2 separate regions of the Sus scrofa genome follow, and region 2 is linked to region 1. A link is a contact called in public HiChIP or PLAC-seq data. All regions are on one chromosome and are shown on one strand. The core of a region is the stretch at or near the end of the contact, and the rest is flanking DNA. Distances in the headings are between cores, read along the strand shown. Region 1 holds the start of CALM1 (calmodulin 1). Region 2 overlaps TTC7B (tetratricopeptide repeat protein 7B).

The links. HiChIP or PLAC-seq counts read pairs in DNA pulled down with a chosen protein or histone mark.
Region 2: a contact with region 1 is called in an H3K27ac HiChIP or PLAC-seq map of skeletal muscle. The contact joins the enhancer-like site here to the promoter of CALM1 in region 1. A contact is called at or near these places in 1 of 5 promoter capture datasets (liver), 16 of 47 Hi-C or Micro-C datasets (brain, embryonic fibroblasts, epiblast stem cells and 11 more) and 2 of 2 datasets of contacts at active chromatin or transcription factors (alveolar macrophages and skeletal muscle).

What each region holds. Positions count from the first base shown.
Region 1 is chr7:112,159,396-112,162,174 of Sscrofa11.1, reverse strand. CALM1 (calmodulin 1) reads right to left here and starts at 1,352. Exons shown (of 6, transcript NM_001244210.1): 1 at 1,158-1,352. The coding sequence starts at 1,160.
Region 2 is chr7:112,427,455-112,430,233 of Sscrofa11.1, reverse strand. The region is part of intron 5 of TTC7B (tetratricopeptide repeat protein 7B); the gene reads left to right. Among named protein-coding and RNA genes, the nearest start is that of TTC7B, 90 kb to the left of the region's middle. Within about 2 kb of position 1,428, at least 9 of the 83 cell types and tissues checked have an H3K27ac peak or open chromatin away from gene starts, as enhancers often do. A contact at or near this core is called in skeletal muscle, where this site is marked.

The sequences.
Region 1 (2,779 bases), core at 103-2,602:
CGCCGGGCGAGGGGCCAGGCAGGGAAGCACAGCCCCCGATACTGGCGGGTTCAAGGGGTCCAGGCGGCCCGCGGGGTGGGAGGGGCGCCGCCCCTCCCAGGCCAGGGAGACCCCTACCTCCACCCCAACTCCCGGGCTGCGCGGCGGGTGGGGGCCAAGTCTGCCCCGCGCCTCCCACCCCCTTCTGCTCCCCCAGGCGGCGAAGCCGCCGCGCCGCCACCTCCTCCCGGAGCAGAAACTTTGCGTCTCTACTGGAAACCGAGACGCGCGCCAGCTTCTTCCTCCCCCGCCGCCCCCCACCCGCCCCAATTAGCGCGAGCCGAGCGCCTCCCGCGGGAAGGGACCTCCTGGTGTACCGAGGCCCACGCACATCTTTACTGCCGCACTGGGTGGGGGGCTGCAGGAGTGCGAAACAGGGAGACACGAGACCCGGCCACAAGGCAGGGCCCCGCCCGGGTGCAGGGCGGCAGGCCCGCCGCTTCCGCCCTCTCCGCCCCCCACCCCGCGCCTTCCTGCCCCCACCCCACCCTTCCCCGACTCCTTCCTTCCCAACCCACGCCCGCGCCGCGCCCCCCGGGAGGGAGGAGGAAAGCGCGCGGGGAGAGGGCGCCGGGAAGGGACCGCGATGGGGGTGGGGGGGGCAAGGCTGACGGCGCTCCCCACGCCCGGGCTGGAGCAGCGTGCGCCACCGGCTCGCTCCGACCCATTCATTCTCCGCAGCCCGCCCGACCGGCCGCCTCAGTGCCTGGGTCTAGTGCCGGGCCCCGCCCGGCTCCCCCGCCCCCCGGGGCCCCGACCCAGGCAGAACGCTGCGGGCAGCCTCGGGTGCGGCGCGCTGGATGCACAGATGCGGGGCTGGGGGAGGGGGTGGATGCAGAAGGCTCCGGAGCAGCCGGGGCTAGAGCCCCTGCCCAGGGACAGCCCACGGCCAAGTCCAGCTCCAAAGAGAGATCAAAATTTAAATGAAGATCCCCGGTCGAGGAAACCAAGATGCAAATTCGAATGCATCCTAAACCGCAGCTGCTGCGTAACACCCGGAAAAGAAAAAGAAAAAAAAAAAAAAACACCAAAAAAAGAAAAAACAGACTGAACTAAAAATCGGGGAAGAAATGATGGGCTGGCAGCCGCTACGCCGGTGTTTGCCACTCCCGACCTACCATGGTGTGAACGAAGGGAGGAAGAGCAGAGAGCGCGAAGGTGGCTGCACCAGCGCAGGGGCTGTGACCGCAGGGGTGCCTCCGCTACCGCCGCTACTGCTGCTGCTAGGTGTGCGCTGAGCGCTATGCCGCCTGCGCCGCCGCCGCCGCCTGCGCCGCCGCCCAACTACGAGTAACGGCGCCGCGTCCGCGAGGCTGTCACCACCGCTGCCGAAGAGCGAGTCTGTGCCTCGCGGTATATATAGGGCGTTCGGTATCCCTCCGCCGCGGCCTCGGACGCCTGGCTCAGAGCTGCGCTGTGAGGGCCGGACCTTGCCTGCTTGGCCCCGCCCCCTGGCGCGCCAGGCCTCCCGCGGCCTCCCGCCGCTCCCTGCGCGCCGGCTACTGCGGGGTTGGGGCTCGCGGCTGGGACCCGCGACCTGGAAGCGGAGGGTTACGAGAGAGGCGTGGTGGTCGCAGGACCGGTGCTGGGCAGAGTCCCCGCAGATGCCTACCAAGGCGGGGCGAGGCCAGAACATCTGCATAGCCTCCACTTGGGGCGGCCCTGGGCTTCAGAAGCCAACCGCCCCTCACCCCAGCCCCACCACTCCTGTGGGACCCCAACCTCATATCTCCTACGGCTCCGCTGGGGCATTGGGGTTCCCCTGGCCCCTTGCCCCGGGGTCTTCCGCTGGCTGCCTCTGCTGGGGAGCTGCGGACGGTCCTAGAGTTAGGGTAGGGGGCGGCCGCGGGGAGCTAGGGACACAGGCATTGACCGCACACCTTGAGGAGAGGGGTCTGGAAGGGATAAGCGGTTTTCCTCATACTTTGAAGTAATGTCAGACTAATGTATAGTCAATTGCTAAATCTATGTCGTGCTCATATGCTTAGCCAGTCATTTTAATGTTTTTACGTTTCCACTGAGTTTGGGGGGGGTGTTTTTTGTTTTCGTGTGCCTGAATAATCTTCCTCCCCTACTGTTTTTTTCCTATGGAAAGTACTATTCATCCTGACTCCAGTCTTACTGAAATGAATGTTCTTGTGCATCTTCTATAGACTTTAAAACCCATGCTTTGAATTTGGGGGGGTAATTTTCCTGGTCCTGAGAGAGATCCGATCTTTGTTCATAAATCCATAGAAATAAAGATAGAAAAAAATTGGTATTTGGAATCCCCTAGACCACAGCTGGAACACACAGCTAATTGACTCCACTATGGAGCTAGACAATATTCTAACGTACAATCTTAATTATATTCCTTTTCAAGTATTTTAGTCTTTAAGTATACTAATGCTTTAAATTTTCTGTAAACTAGAAAAAGGACAATATCAGTTATAAATCTGAGACCCTGAACTTTGTAAAAAATTTGACAAAATGCTGCAGTTTCTTTTCTTGCCAAGGCAGAGCACAGAATTTGATCTTTTGTTTACAGGGCCTGGGCAACCGTTGCAAGTTATCATTTGCTTAATCTTTCAGAGGATGTGGCAAAGTTTGGGATTGAGAAGCTCCACCACTAGGAAGGGCTTGGCTTGGTTATATTTGTTCCTGGCTTTGACAAAACCTGCAGAAAGATGTTTTAAAATAATGGAAAATGTTCAGGCACATTGCAGATGCCCCAGGACTCTTGGGATAATCTCAGACAAGT
Region 2 (2,779 bases), core at 179-2,678, 270 kb before region 1:
CCAAGGGATTTGCTCAGTTGTGTGTCATCACGTTCAAGGAAGCCCAAAGCCATGGTGTCCCCATTAGATATTTATAGGTCCTTTCAGTCCAGATGCAAGTTATCAATCAGGGGTCATTTTCTACATAAGCAATGTTGCCTCGGAACATAATTGATATTTTATCTTTATTAGGTTTCCAGGGAAACAGAACTGAAAAGTTAACCTAAGGCCAAACTCTCAAGCAGAAGAAGAACAGAATGTGTTAACCCTTTGCCCACACTGTACTTCTTCTCCTTATCTTATTTGTTTGTTGTCCGTTTCCCATCCCTGGAATCTAAGTTCCAGGAATTTTTATCTGCTTTGTTTGGGGAGGGGTCTATCCCTCGAGTATATCTGGTCCACAGTTGTACATGGATGAATGGGTGAGTGAATGAATGTCTCATGTTCATCCGAGATGGCTGTGGCCCACAGATGCCCAACAGTTGTGTGTTTTCTTTAAAATGAGTTAATGCGGCACATGTTTATCGAGAGCTAAGTGTGCTGAGCATGGTGCTAGGTTCCCAGAAGTAAGAATAAAAAAGACAGGGAGTTCCCTTCATGGCTCAGCAGTTAACGAACCCAACTAGGATCCATGAGGATGCAGGTTCGATACCTGGCCTTGCGCGGTGGGTTAAGGATCCGGCATTGCCATGAGCTGTGGTTCAGGTTGCAGACGAGGCTCGGATCCTGCGTTGCTGTGCCTGTGGTATTGGCCGGCAGCCCTAGCTTCTAATCAACCCCTAGCCTGGGAAATTCCATATGCCGTGGGGGAAGCCCTAAAAAGCAGAAAGATTGTAAAAAGGAAAAAAAAAAAAATTGAACGAGACAGCCTGGGTGGGCTTCACTCCTGTTACTGCTTCTTGGTGGGAAAAAGGGAGCTGTGCTTGGACCATCCAGGTCTTGCTGCTGCTAATGTCCCGTGGAAAGCGGGTGGAGGGGGCCAGGGATCAAATAGTTGCCTTGGCCTCATAAGAAAGAATATGTTTTCTGGAAAGGTCATAGGGACTGCTGCTGCCGACTCCCTTATCTCTGAGATTAGGGGCTATTTCCAGCAATGATGGCTTTATTAGGAGACGTACCTCGAGCAGGCCGGACAGATCCTTTCACTTCTGAGATGCTCCTCAGTGGAAATTTGGTGCTTGTGGCCTCCTGACTTAAGCCTGGCGTGTCCACATCTGGATGGGATTCCAGAATTCCCACAGCAGCAAAGAGGATTATCCTCTTCCATGGTTTAGTGTTGAGACGCTTTGCTCCCAGAACCACATTTTTTAAAAAGTATGTAGTGGCTTTTTGAGTCGAAACCTCCAGGGGTGAAGTTGGACCCAGAAGCCAGCGAGCCTGTGGCAGTGCAGCCTTGCAGGCAGCCCCTCGAGGGCGGCCCATTGAAACGACACATGCATGTTGGGAAGAGGAATGCACATCCTGTCTGGTCAAGGAGGAAGCCTGGGTTCACCCTCTCTGAGCCTGTCGGACTGTGGGGAGCTTTCTCGGTCATTTACTGGCGTCTGTGCCACAGAGCGGGTCCAGATGTGTCTGCCCGGGAAGCGGGGTGGGGTGGGGACAGGCAGCATTCCTGTTCTGGCTCTTGGCCAGAGCCAAGCTCTTCTTCCACTTGCGTTTCCCCTTCCCTGGCTTTGGTGTCAAATGCATTAGTATTTCATGTGAGGGCAGGGTGGGCGGTGGAGGCCACAGCTCTTTTCAAGGGATATTTCCTACCTATTTCTTTTTAAATCCTCGTGTTTTTTTTTTTTTTTTTTTTTTTTTGCAGAGGTATTTTTAGTCAGCTGCGAGAGAGAGCTGCAGAGAGATTGAGCTAAAGCCCAGAAAATGACTGAGATATCTTTGGAGAATTTATAACTTTTCTTAGGAAAAACTAGAATCTTCTATTGAAGATGAGAAAGGCCATAAATTGTCTTAACTGCCTTTATATTTGTCTAGCAGTGTCTGCCATAGATTTGGACACCGATAAGGAACTCTAGAATAAAAGTGTGTGTTCTCATAGCCAAATCTTGTATTTGATTATGAGATTTTTTTTTTTTAATAAACGATTTTTTTTTCCTTCAGTTGACCTCTGGTTTTTCCACCTTCCTCTCTATTTTAGGTTTGGATTTTTGCTTTTTATTCACACACGACTTTGGTGGTAGTTCTCTTGGCCTAGCACAGATGCACTACCTTTCTTCTGCTGGCTCCTCCTTCTGTACCTTCTCTTTGCTGGCAGGTGCCTGGTTGATGGGTATGGGAGTTGGTTCTTCTTTGACTCTCCCTGGCAAATTAGCATCACAAGCAGCAATCTCTCCATGTTGGAAACAAGCAGTTAAAATACCAGGAAGACTCTGATGCTGTGTTTCTTCTGAAGAATACTCAGAAAAACTCATTAGCCAGACTTGGTAAAACTGAATTACAGATTTTTTTTAAAAAGATGCAATTATATCTCTTTCAAGTACGTTTTGAGCTAGGTTTTTTTTTTTTTTTTTTTTTTTTAATCTATTGCCTACTCAATTCCATGTGTGTTTATTGAGAGTCTGCTGGGCGCTAGCCACCAGGATAAGCTCTGGGATATAAGATGAATAAAAAAATGTTCTCTGAGCTCACGAGGAAGACAAGGATGTCAACAAATAATTATAACACCTGGTGAATAATGAAGAGATGGGCTGGGGGAGAAGGAGAGGGAGGGGAGGATGGAGGAAGAAACACCTGCTTGCCTAAGTTCATCAAGTTTTTTACAACTAACATTAGAACTTGGTCTTGGAGGGAGAGGTAA